3 separate regions of the Mus musculus genome follow, and all the other regions are linked to region 2. A link is a contact called in public HiChIP or PLAC-seq and promoter capture Hi-C data. All regions are on one chromosome and are shown on one strand. Each heading gives the region's core, a stretch centred on a gene start, on an enhancer-like site or on the middle of the called end of the contact. The rest is flanking DNA. Distances are from core to core; before and after follow the strand shown. Region 1 overlaps Plcb1 (phospholipase C, beta 1). Region 2 has its middle 21 kb from the start of Plcb1. Region 3 overlaps Plcb1 (phospholipase C, beta 1).

Evidence for each region. HiChIP or PLAC-seq counts read pairs in DNA pulled down with a chosen protein or histone mark. Capture Hi-C pulls out chosen DNA fragments and counts their contacts.
Region 1: a contact with region 2 is called in a FOXA1 HiChIP or PLAC-seq map of pancreatic cancer cells. The contact joins two enhancer-like sites. A contact is called at or near these places in 1 of 15 datasets of contacts at CTCF or cohesin (the NIH/3T3 cell line) and 2 of 115 datasets of contacts at active chromatin or transcription factors (acute myeloid leukemia and pancreatic cancer cells).
Region 3: a contact with region 2 is called in a promoter capture Hi-C map of adipose tissue, with 4 times the contacts expected there. The contact joins two enhancer-like sites. A contact is called at or near these places in 4 of 39 promoter capture datasets (cranial neural crest, liver, maxillary cranial neural crest and 1 more), 1 of 15 datasets of contacts at CTCF or cohesin (the NIH/3T3 cell line), 1 of 484 Hi-C or Micro-C datasets (liver) and 1 of 9 other capture datasets (adipose tissue).

The regions. Positions count from the first base shown.
Region 1 is chr2:135,051,389-135,055,504 of GRCm38.p6, reverse strand. All of the region lies in intron 3 of Plcb1 (phospholipase C, beta 1), which reads right to left. Among named protein-coding and RNA genes, the nearest start is that of Gm39941, 140 kb to the right of the region's middle. Within about 2 kb of position 1,939, at least 17 of the 459 cell types and tissues checked have an H3K27ac peak or open chromatin away from gene starts, as enhancers often do. A contact at or near this core is called in pancreatic cancer cells, where this site is marked.
Region 2 is chr2:134,763,446-134,767,816 of GRCm38.p6, reverse strand. It overlaps the pseudogene Gm14038. Among named protein-coding and RNA genes, the nearest start is that of Plcb1, 21 kb to the left of the region's middle. Within about 2 kb of position 3,111, at least 21 of the 459 cell types and tissues checked have an H3K27ac peak or open chromatin away from gene starts, as enhancers often do. A contact at or near this core is called in adipose tissue and pancreatic cancer cells, where this site is marked.
Region 3 is chr2:135,217,843-135,221,955 of GRCm38.p6, reverse strand. Plcb1 (phospholipase C, beta 1) reads right to left here. Exons shown (of 32, transcript NM_001145830.1): 4 at 1,101-1,238. Among named protein-coding and RNA genes, the nearest start is that of 4930545L23Rik, 4.3 kb to the right of the region's middle. Within about 2 kb of position 2,100, at least 8 of the 459 cell types and tissues checked have an H3K27ac peak or open chromatin away from gene starts, as enhancers often do. A contact at or near this core is called in adipose tissue, where this site is marked.

The DNA.
Region 1 (4,116 bases), core at 690-3,189, 290 kb before region 2:
AAATACATATCTTGTTTGTTCTCATTTGTGTGGTCTCTATCCATTCCCACCAAGTATTTTAGAAAGCAGTCCAGTAAAAGGATGAAGAAGGAGGTTTCAGAATGAGCAGAACTTCCAGGTCTACACCAGAGTAGCATGCCAAACATAGTGCAATGTAACTGGAAAGCACAGTGTGTGTATGTATGTATGTATGTATGTATGTATGTGTGCATGTGGCTCTGTGTCTATGTCTGTGTGCATGTGGCTCTGTGTGTGCTTGTGAGTAGTGTATAAGTATACAACTGGTTGGAAAAAGAAGGCAGGGAGATCATGAAAGCTTGTGAGCAATAAAAAGGCCAATCTAGAAACTTCATAGTCTACTTTCTAGTAAAGGGTAACTTCAAATGGGTCTTGATTGGATTGAACTTGAAAGTTCTGAAAGGTAACAAGTGCAGCCTGGTGAATGATGAATGGAAGTTTTGGTGATTCATGAACTGTCTCTGCAAGGCTATGGGGAGATGTAAGATGCCACAGACCTGGAAAATAGCAGTGGAAAAGCAAACAAGGATCAGTAGGCAAGATGACAGGCACTGAAGACAAGACACACACCCAACACAGCATGAGACAAAACCAACAGACTAAGAGGTGTCCTTCACTTCTAGTATTATCCATACAGAAATATTCAAGTATTAGTAAGTACTGAACAGTGGCTTTCCCTCCAGAACTGTGGATCTCTGTTTATAAACTGCTCTGTTTATGGCATTTTGTTAAAATGGTCTAAATGAATGAGAATGAAATTTCTCATCTCATGAGTGGTAAGTCTAATCTTGTTCACTTTATATGAAAAATTTCTTACAAAATATATGTTTATTAAAAGCAAAAATATACTCCTTAGAAGATAGACTAGTTCTTCTAGAATGCTTTATTATGTATAAAGTCCAAAGAGCATTCTCACAAAATATAGCAAACCCTCCTCACCAAGTGAACCAATAATTATTTCACTTTTTATGGAGAAAAAAAACCAAAACAAAATGAAAACACCGCCACAATCTCATTAGCTCAGAATTCTCAGTCGCTAAGACAAAAGTCCACACAATACTCCTGATATAAGAACATTAGGTTATACTCATGCCAATATCATTTTACTTCAAAAGAACTTTCAAAAAGCCAATCATTCTTTGAAGTATTGTTATGTGTAAAAAGGAAAAGTAAAGAATACAGTAAAAAATTGTCATTAAAATAGATACTAGAAGACTAAATTAAGTAAAAAGAAATTCAGATGTTCTCCTTTTAAACCAAAACTTGATTTTTCTTTGCCACAAGCATCTAAGTAAAATGAATCATTGATTAAACATTAATGTGGATTGCTATGATTTACCATGTGGTTTTAATTATGATATAAAAGCTTTGATCATGCTGTACACATCATTGTGATTACAGCCCCTGCTTGATTGCAACCGTTGAATACAAAATGGAATTCATGCTCAGCACAAAGACCATGTCTGTGAAAGAACAAGGAAGCAGCATAAGCATCCATCTGGTCACATGATAACTGATCACTGCAAGAGCACACGATTATGTTACCATCTCGGGACACCATAGCCATATCCCTGTCGATTTTGGGTATCAAACATTATCAACATGGGTGTGATAAGAACAGAACTAGAAAAAAATATTGCTGGTAATAACACTGTCACAGTAAAGCAAGGAGTCATAAAGACACACAAAACACCATGTTCTATAAGCTGCCCAACCTAAATTAAGACATACCTGGGATAGGTTAGTAAAATATATAATGCCTTTGATGGCAATAAATGCTACAGACAGGGGAAAATGGGATGCCAGGGAAGGCTGGGACACAAAGGTGGCATCTGAGGAATGACATGCAAGAGAGGACAGGAAGAGCCTTCTCAGTGCAATAACCTATGAGTCATCCTGACTCGCTGCTTCTCATTTCATATCCAATCCATCACCGAATTATGACAGCTCAACCTCCCAGATTTATGCCCATGTCTTCCTGGTTCTCTACAGGAGGCTCAAGCCCTAGTCCAGCCAACTGCTCCCCGGGCCATACTTTCTAGCCCAGCATAAATTCTTCACACAGAAGAAAGAGACTCTCCAGAAGATACATAGGAACATTTCATTTTTGAGCACGTCCTTAAAATAATCCAACCCTTGGCAATAAAATCTTGACTCCCAGTGAAGACGAAGGTATGCTGGCTGCTTCCTGTGAACTTTATTCCCCTCTCTTGTCACTAACTCCTTTGTAGTTTTGTGCCACTTCAGATGCAGAGCCATTGATTAGGCTGTCATTAATAAAATGTCACAAATGGGGATGACTCAAACAATAGGAATTTATTTTCTCATGGATCTAGAGGTTAGAAGCTGCCTTCAGGAATGGCTTCTGTAAAAGATTTTCTTTATGGTTTATTGGTGGCTGTTTTGTCCCTGGGTCTTCACCTGCCTTTCATATGTATGAGCAGGGAGAATATACTCTGTATATCTTACTTATGAGGACATCATACCAGAGCCTGCCTTTAATACTTTATTTAACCTTAATTGATTTCTTAAAGTCCTTGCTTCCAAACAGAGTTCCACTTGGGTTTGACCTTCTACATATAGCGTCTGTTGGGAAGAGACACTATCCAGTCTAGAAAAGTCATTTCTGGCTCTGTTTTCTTGGCCTGCCATAACTACACTTCCGGGCTTTGCATAACCTCTGCTCCTTCATCTCATGCAGATATAATGCTTCCCTTGGCCACCTCACACAGCACTGCCCCTCCTCTCCTCTTTAAGTTTCCTTAGCCCATTCTTATTCTTTGCTATCTGACATTCTATTCAGTAGTTCATGGGTTGTTTTCTGTATGGATCCCAAAAGGCATGGATTTCCCCCACACTCTAGCAGAGCAAACTGTACACAAGGGCTCAATCCCTATATTGAATAAAATTCTTACAGCAGTCTACCAAGAAGCCACTATTAGCTCCATCACATATACTGAGGCCAAAAGAACTTGAACAACATGTCCAGTCTCTCTCCACAAGAAGCAAGATTTAAATCCAAGTGAAGTCACGTTTTATCTACTATAATCTGCATCCTTCCCAAGAGTCCTGTGTGGTAGCTATAGAGGCTCTTCTTATTAGTCAGCTTTCCTTCGAAGCCAAGGGCACTACACCCATCTGATGAAGGTAATGTTGGAAGGCAGGGTCAGTAGCTTCCCTTACAAGGGCTGGACCTAAAGGGTAACTTTACAAAGGTCTAGCCTTTGAAAGGATGCTATCATCACAGCCACCCCACTTAAAATGTGATGAGAAAAATCATGATACAAGGCTGGCAGAGTTCAAAGAAGGATGACTTTTATCTGGGTTTAAACCGAATAGAGGAGAAATACTTGTAGCTGACTCATTGGTGCCCATGAAAGCTGGTGGAGTGGACTCAGGGACAACTTACCAATCTGTCAGACAAGGGATTGCTATTTACGGGCATCATTACGTCAACATACTTTCCACCTTCAGTCATCCCTTTCTCCCCTTTGCTAAGTCCTACAGTTATCTAACTCATCACGTTCCTATCAGGATATGTTTCCCCAGGGTATTCATCTGGTAAAAATCTTATTAGTCTTTTAAAGCCCAACTTAAATATCCTTCCCTCTTTGGCTCCTTTTAGACAGAAACAAATGTTCCTTTTCCAGGGTTCACTGAGTTTTATTAGCTGAACCAGCCACTGTAGAAGCCAACTCTATTCTAGTAAACACAACATTATTTGTTTCAGCTCACCTCTCTGTGAGAATCCTTCTGAAAGACACCACCTATGAGGTATCTGGTTTATGTCTTCAGTATGTCAACACATGCCTAACAGTCTGAAAGAACTTAATGAATGTTTGGGAAGTAAACTTTCACATTCAAAGAAAGCCCTTGATGTTTGGGTAAGGCCAAGAAAGAGTTGTCTAACTGAAGAATGAAGCAGTCTTTTCCCTCACACTTCAGTGCCTTTCCAGTGGACCAGTGTGAGTCTAAGTCATTCTATCATGTATTTTCAAAAGGTCACCATGTTCTCAGAACAGATTCCCTTACCTGCCTTTTGAGCTTTTCGTTTTGGAAAACAAAACACAACAACAACAAACAAAAAACGAAATCAAA
Region 2 (4,371 bases), core at 1,862-4,361:
TGCCTTACAGTCCTCTCATTTACCTGCATAAGAAACTCCAACTGTGATCCCCCCCCCAAAATTCTTTTCTCCCCCAAGTTGCTTTTGATGCTACTTGTGACAGCAATAGAAAGCTAATTAAGAGCATCAGAGAACCCTAAGAAGATGAGAGCAGACATATGTAAAAACACCTTTTTCTGTCAATCATGATTAATTAATTGGATGAGAAGAAAATTTCTAATTTAGAAATCATCTTCTCTGAATTTGGGAGGATTATAATCTTTCCTGATGTCTTTTTTTTGTTATTTAAATAATGTATCTTAATTGGTGTTCAGTTCTTGCTAATCCTAGAACTCAGCAAAGCAGGTTTTAAATGAGTGTATAATGGAGTTGGAGCATGCTCACCCCCACAGTTTCAAACTGTTTCTCATTCTTTCCTCTTCCTATTACTTCTCTTTGTTCCTCTAGATAGATTTACTTATGCCTTCACATTATTTTATAAGCATTTTAATTAAAATGTAATTACAGTACCTGCCCCCTTTCCTCTCTTCAGCCATTTCTATAGCTCCTCCCTCCTTCTCCAATCAATTATTCTTCTATTATTAATAATATTCTTATTAATTCTTATTAATTATTAATTAATTATTCTTTATTAATTATTCTTAATTAATTAATTATTATCCTGTTATTATTGCACAGCAGACACACACACACACAGTACAGGGGGCGAGAGAGGGGAAAACAAGCCCTCTTTTTTGTGTCCCCAACACCACTGCCTCCATGTATAGGTGATTTCAAGGATGACCATTTTTATTGGATAACCAATTGGGGACCAATCCTTAGGGAAATTAATTCTCCCATTCTCATCAGTCATTAGATTGCTATCATTCTTTGTCTAGAGTTACGTCCTTGTTGGAGTTTCTATTGTTAAAATACCATGACCAAAAGCAACTTGATGCTGAAAGGATTTATTTTCAGCTTATATATCTTAATCACAGTCTATGATGAAGTCAGAGAAGGAACTCAAGATTGGAGCCTGGAGGCAGGAACTGAAGCACAAGCCAGAGAAACACTCCTTACTGGCTTCCTCCTCATAGGTTCCTTGGGCTACTTTCTTATACAACCCAGCATGACCTGCCTAGGCGTGACATTGCCCAGAGTGACCCAGGCCCTCCCAGATTAATAATCAATAAAAAAATGTTCCAAAAATTGTCTACAGGCAAAGTGACAGAAGCATTTTAAGATTCCTTCTTCCCAGAATACCATATTTATACCAAGTTGGAATAAAAAATTTGCCAACACAGAATGGAATCTTGTAAGATTTCTCCCTTCTACATTAGCATAGCTATTGGTATTGTCATTGTTCCTGTCTTCTGTAGGCAGCAAGAATGTTGAGGTGTCATTGGTGTGGTCTCGCTGTCATTTCTAAGAGACAAAAGTTTTACAGCAGACTTCCTGCCCCTCTGTCTCTTACAGTCTTTCTATTTCCTCTTCTTGCTTATATATCTGGGGTCTGATCTCTGCATTATAATAGTCAAGGAGATTTGATATTATTTTATATTAACTAGAATTATATTCAATACATATAATTATATGTGAATATATAGTACAGAGAGAGAGAGAGAGAGAGAGAGTGTGTGTGTGTGTGTGTGTGTGTGTGTGTATTTTAAATGCAGTTATGCTACTTGGGCTAACAATGCTCCCTACTAGAACAATACACATCTAATAAAACTACATTACCAAGAATGAAAATTTCTTTTCTAGTTGTTGATCAGAGTAATTCAAATGACTCCCCAAACAATATAAGCTATAGCCATTGTCCTTTGTCACCAAAGAGTCTTTCCTAATGCTGAAGGTCTCACATGAATCAAATGACTTGAGCTAGATCTGATCTGAGACCCTTCTGTCTCTGGTCTAGCTTTCATAGTACTAGAAAGTACCATTCAAGCTACCAAGGGAGGAAAGCAGTCAATAGACCTATCCTGCTGTGATAAGTGAATGTGCTATTAAAATGCCTCCTGTCTGAGGACTCATGCTCCCAGATTCAGTAAATACAGATAGCTGCCCTCCTTCTAAAAGCAAGACATAAGTGACAGAAAGCTATCAGAAAACAGTGTGCTTATTCCTTAAATTAAATGTGGTCCATAAAAATATGTAGCAGTTTACAAATTACCCTGTTAAAAGGAAGGCTGGGAAAGATGTCATATCTCCAGTTACTGCACCACATTCTATTGTTCCATTAGCACAAATGGGATGCTTCAAATACTAGAAAGTACATTTTAGCCAAACTTGTACATTCATAAAAATAGTTGGCATGTATCATAGGTCCCACTAAGTACAAATTTGGCTTTCCTATTGTAGTCGCATGCTGCTGTTGCAGTGGCCAAATGTCTGAAGTTTAGCAAATGTTTATAAGTCTTTGACAAACGCTTATAAGGACATTCAAGTAGAGTGCTATGTTAAACTGAGAACAAAATGGCATGAATATTCTACCTCTTCTGATATCCAGTCAATGTCTTCTTGCTGTATCTCTTTCTTAATTCATGAGTCGGCTCTGTTTAGGACCAGAATAATGATACCATAGTAAATATGTTGGTTTTGAGCTTTAGCCCCAGTTATCTCTGGATGACCTAAGAAGACAGATATAATCACCCACCCAGCAGAACCAACTCATTGAGATCGACTTAGAGCCAGCCACACTGAGCACTTGAGACAGTTCAGCCAAGATCAAGAGAACAGTGCCTTCCAGTTCCCAGAGCATCTGAGCAGACCATAGCTACCAGAAGACTTGCTCAGCTGGCCAGCAAACTGAGGAGCAATAATAAATGCCCATTGTTTTTATTCACATCTTGGCAGAGATTATAACACAGTATTGATATGATGGTCGATAAATAATATGACTATGCATAGCCACAGCCATAAAACAAATAGCTGACTATTTACAATGTTGTGTATTAGCTCTGTTGTATTTTTTCTCTTTACAGCCCAGGATATACCTACAGTTAACCAAAGTCATTCTAGTTCTGAGATTCATTTGTTTATTTTAGAAATACCCCTAAATGCTATTTTCTCAGATTAGGATTCTGACTCTACTATTAGTCAAGAGTAACAAAGTACTGTTTGTGCAAGAAGAAAATAAACTGACGTAGGGACTATTATGACTCACAAGCTGCACTAACCTCAAGAGGAACTTTCATTTAGTAGGAAAGAGCTTAAATTTCTTTTCTTTTCTTCTTCTTTTCTTTTTTTCATTCCTATCTTGCTGCCGGACTCCTAGCCTCCTTCTGTCTCTCTGTGACTCTTTGTGTCTCTATCCTCACTGCCTGCCCCTACTGGGACTCAAACACAGAAACTCATATGTGGTAACCATGCATGCTACTGTCAAGCTACATACCCAGTCCCAATTACCTTTTTCTCTAGGTAGCCCAACACACGCTTCTGGAGATGTAAGTGAGCTCGCCAGAGTCATAAAATGATGGAAGCAGCTGTAGTTTGCCTGCTTTTAGATGTTAATTCCTAAAGCCTGGATCTAGTGCTTAAGATGGGTTTATTTGGGTCATTTCCTTAATAGTATGAGTGTACATGCAGCATGCTGATACAGCTGAGATCAACATGGTCCAAGATCTAAGCCAACTAAATTCATGGGAAGACTAATGCTGGATTCACCAGAGTGAGCCGTGGAGAGACTTTGCAAATTAGGACTCCCCAGGACAGTCCCCACAGAAGAATCTATTCATTAAGAAACTGAATCAACCGAATCTGTGACTTCTGTTGTGTGTGCCATTTGGAGTTCGGAGGCAGAATACTCCCTGAATCAGTATTTTGTTCTCAAAAGAGAGGGGTAAGTTTGGTGTCATATCCAATTAGTGATGACTATGCTTTGATATTTTCAGTGTGGATAGATTGTGTCTTACTTCCTCTGCAGAATATAGCAACTGTTCTCTGGAAGATCTCAGTACAGATTACAGTTTGCAATGCCCTGGAACCCAGGACTATAGCCAAGGCCAACAGTAGCACAGTGTATACGGTGTGCTTTGTGACAAGAGCAAGCTACTCTTCCAAAGGCTGTCAGGACGCACATCAGCTAGCATGCCATTTCATCTGAACACCCAGATTACTCAATCTCCAATCAAGCTCAAGCTAAGGAAACAAAGGATTATGATTTCTATTGCCTAAGAACTCAGGTGGGCCTTGCGGCGGTGGAAAGATGGCGGAGTTGGACATTGGGCAGCACTGCCAGGTGCAGCACTGCCGGCAGCGAGATTTTCTTCCATTTGTGTGTGATGGTTGTTCAGGAATATTTTGCCTTGAACACAGAAGCAAGGACTCTCATGGTTGTTCTGAGGTGAATGTAGTCAAGGAGAGACCAAAGACAGATGAACACAAATCTTA
Region 3 (4,113 bases), core at 851-3,350, 460 kb before region 2:
ACAGTAGTCCCTCTAGACCCCCTTTGGGGGTCACATATCAGATAGCCTACATACAGATATTTACATTACAATTCAGAAGAGTAGGAAACTTATAGTTATGAGGTAACAACAAAATAATTCTATGGTCGGGGTTCACCACAGCTTGAAGAACTGTGTTAAGGGGCCACAGTGTTAGAGAGAGTGAGAACTACTGCTTTAAAGGAAATATCACGCCCAAGAATTTACAGCTTCTTGTCTGCTATATTGTCTGTATACTCTGGATCATTCTGTGTACATCTGGAAGGCCTGCTTTTTAAGTAGCATAGTAATTAATTACGATGGGAAACCCCATTTTTAAAGTCACCTTTCGAGTCAATAGCTGAATAATTATTTGCTATTTAAACTTAAAGTGTATTTTTATTTCATGTTCTAACTAAATAACTACTACATGACTGCTGGTAATTCTATGTGGTGTGCAGGGGAAATAGGCTTAGACTGTGTTGATGCTGAGCACCCTCGGAGAGTTAGAAATGAAAATGGAATTAGAAATGGTGCCACGGGGTGGTGGTCGTGCACACCTTTAATTCCAGCACTTGGGAGGCAGAGGCAGGCAGATTTCTGAGTTTGAGGCCAGCTTGGTCTACAAAGTGAGTTCCAGGACAACCAGGGCTACACAGAGAAACCCTGTCTTAAGAAAGAAAGAGAGAGAGAGAGAGAGAGAGAGAGAGAGAGAGAGAGAGAGAGAGAGAGAGAGAAAGGAAGAAAGAAAGAAAGGAAGGAAGGAAGGAAGGAAGGAAGGAAGGAAGGAAGGAAGGAAGGAAGGAAAAAATGTGCCAACACCAACAAGAGAAGGAAGGATGCTCACCAGGTGCTACATTTTGTTTTGCAAAGGGATTTTATCTAATGCCCTATACCCAATGAAAACAATCTCTGTTGCTGAACATAGATGCTATTATTAAAAGATGTTTTAAATACATATATACTTAACAATTAAATTATTTTCAGATGGCAGCTTAACCCAAACTACATATTAAACGAATCAAAAATCTTCCACATGTATTAAACATTATCACCAAAAATCAGGTGAAGATGACAACTTTCAGGGTCCCCATCTAACATACCTTGGCTACTTCCTCTTGAAAAGCCACAAGATTCAAGTGGGAAATGTTCACCAGGTCTGGTCCATACACCACAGTTATCATGCGCTGTTCCAAGTGTCCGATGTTCCCAACATCCAGAAGTTCACGCAACTTGGGGTCCTGAATAAGAAATGTCAAAAAGAGTAGAATATAAGGAAAAATTCTAACATGGTAGAAAAACTTTAAATGAACTAGAAGTAGAACTGCCTTTTCCAGAAGAAACTTATATGAATAGAAGTCTTCCATTTTACAGTGACTGGAGAGATCAGAGCTATGGAGGAAAACTTTCCAGTTCAAGACATGTGGTTTTCAGTGAAGTACTCGTTCCATCATACGGCCATCCTACAACACACTTTTATGCATCAGAATTATTCTTCTATTCCCTCCCATCATCTAATGAGTTATACATTGAAATTGAAGAATCTTATCTTTTTCATCCCATAAATGGACATGTTAAAACAAACAAACAATCAAACAAACAAAAGACAATCTTATGGAATAAAAATGCTCATTTCTGCTACAGTTTAAACAATTAAATTGCTACTAGAAGCATATGTGTTGGTATTATTGGTAAATGGTCCGAAGTTAGGGAGTAGAATTGAGTCTTATTGGAGTCTTCTGATAACTGCGAGCATCCCTGCAAAAGTGATATTGAACCCTATACCTCTCCTCTTCCTCTCCTTTAGCTTTTCCAGGCCATGGAATGAATGGGTTTGCTATGTGCTTGTTTTTGTGAGATGTGCTGTTCACCCACTAGATCGCCAAGAGCAGTCATAGACTGGAACCCTAAAATATGAGCAGAGCTGAGCCCATTGTCATTATAAGCTGGTTGTCTCCAGGATTTGCAACTATCACAGAAAAGTTCCTGGGGCAGAAACATGACTAAGTCTCTTGCTGTGACCTTTCTTCCGCACTGAGTACAGATATAAAAGACAGGGTGTTAGCATGAGCTTTGCATATGACAGTTTAAGTCCCTCACTTAGTATGTTCTGGGATTTGGACATGGGAAGCTTGCTATACTTTCTGAGCAAGCTACAGTCTTTTGGAACCCTATAAGTAACAATCCCTTGGAGATATAGTTTTTTTTTTTTTTGTTTTTGCTTTTTTTTTTTTCTGGGAAAGGGAAGTTTCCAAACTCGCAGAACTCAAAATAAAACTGAAAATAGGGCTTAGTCAACTTGGCTGCATTTATTTCCCTCCCACAGGACAGGCCCTGTAGGACTTTTCAGTCCATGCAGAAAATTAGCATCAAATCAATCACTTAGCAAATTTGTTGCCAGCTTCTGAGCAGGACCAGGGTTGCATTTCTATTTATCTAGCAAACGCCAGGCCACCAAGGCCCGATTCCTGAGCTGGTTACTCTTGCCTTCTTCTGGGGATTTTTATAAACCCTTGCAAAGAAAAAAATGAATTAAAAAAACAGAATAAAAATAAGCAAAATCTTTCCAGCTAAGTCACTCACTCTGTATCATCCATTTTCCCTTCACTTGATAAACCTTTCTCTTCTGTGGCTGCAGGAAGAGGTACACTTTCAAGCAAGCTATGGTGAAGTAAACCTTGCCCTAAAGGGCTGACAATTCAATTCCACCAGTAAGGCAAGAGCATATGAAGCCAAGTGAAGCCTCCTGGAAAGATGAGCAGCTTCCCTCAGAACATCACTTCTGTAACCCATAAAAGGAGAGTTATAGACTCAAACAAAGTGCGGGATTTCAGCGCTGTAGAACCACCAGAAGATGAAAAGGGAATCAGCAGGCATGTGATATATCACTGAAACTGGAGAGCTAGAGGCATGTAGAGGCTCTCCAAAGGGGGTGCCCAAATGATGCTCAAAGGATTTCCAGAATTCTGTCTGCTATAACAATATTACTGCAAGATACAATCAGCAAGGATGTACATGGAACAAGGCATCCTTGTATGTTTTACTACTAATGGCTGGTGACATACATACATTAAAAGTCCCTTGGTCTTTATGTAGTTAGTGTTGGTGTATGGGCTTAAGTTGATAAAGCAGGCACTGAAAGAATTGACAATGGAACTTGAGTATTGGTGAGTCTATGGGAACTCTTCACCTATCTTCCTTCCTTCCTTCCTTCCTTCCTTCCTTCCTTCCTTCCTTCCTTCCTTCCTTTCTTTCTTTCTTTCTTTCTTTCTTTCTTTCTTTCTTTCTTTCTTTCTTTCTTTCTTTCTTTCTTCTTTTTGTGGTTTTTCGAGATAGGGTTTCTCTGTATAGCTCTGGCTGTCCTGGAACTCACTTTGTAGACCAGGCTGGCCTCGAACTCAGAAATCTGCCTGCCTCTGCCTCCCAAGTGCTGGGATTAAAGGTGTGCACCACCATGCCCGGCAACTCTGCATCTTTCTAACATAAATTTTTAAATTATTTTTGAACATAAACTAGAAGAGCACCTAGATTGGAGATATAATCTCTTAATAATAATGCTAATAGTTTAAAATCATATAGTTCAGGATACAAAATGAGAAATGATTTAAAATATCTAACAAGAAAGTTGATTTTTAACATCCATTTTTATACTTTAGAGTGTGATATTTTAAGCTGTATTTCAATTTCTCTTACACCATTGCTCCTTTTAATCTTGTCTATACTAATACTATAACTTCTCAAGTGTGGATCATCTCTCAGCATAGCCACTTGAGAGGTGTATGCTGATAAGGAGACAGATCTCTTCAAGTACCACAGGCTGTCTCCAGCAGCCTTAGACCACCAGATTGTGCAAAGGAATAACCCAGGGAAACCACCTTCATCAGCTTCACAGATGCGAACCTTGAAGATGCAAAGAATTCAGTGAGCATAGAGGTCTACACTTTTGGAAAATGAGTGTCGTATTCTAACAACAAACATGCAGAATCAAAATTGTAACAAGGACAAAGGCCTGTCATAGTTGGTCTGCGAATTACTTTGTGCCCTAAGGCTTTTGTCCCAAGCAACATTTTATGAGTCTCAAAATTCTTGATAGGTCGTCAGAGGAGACTCAACCAC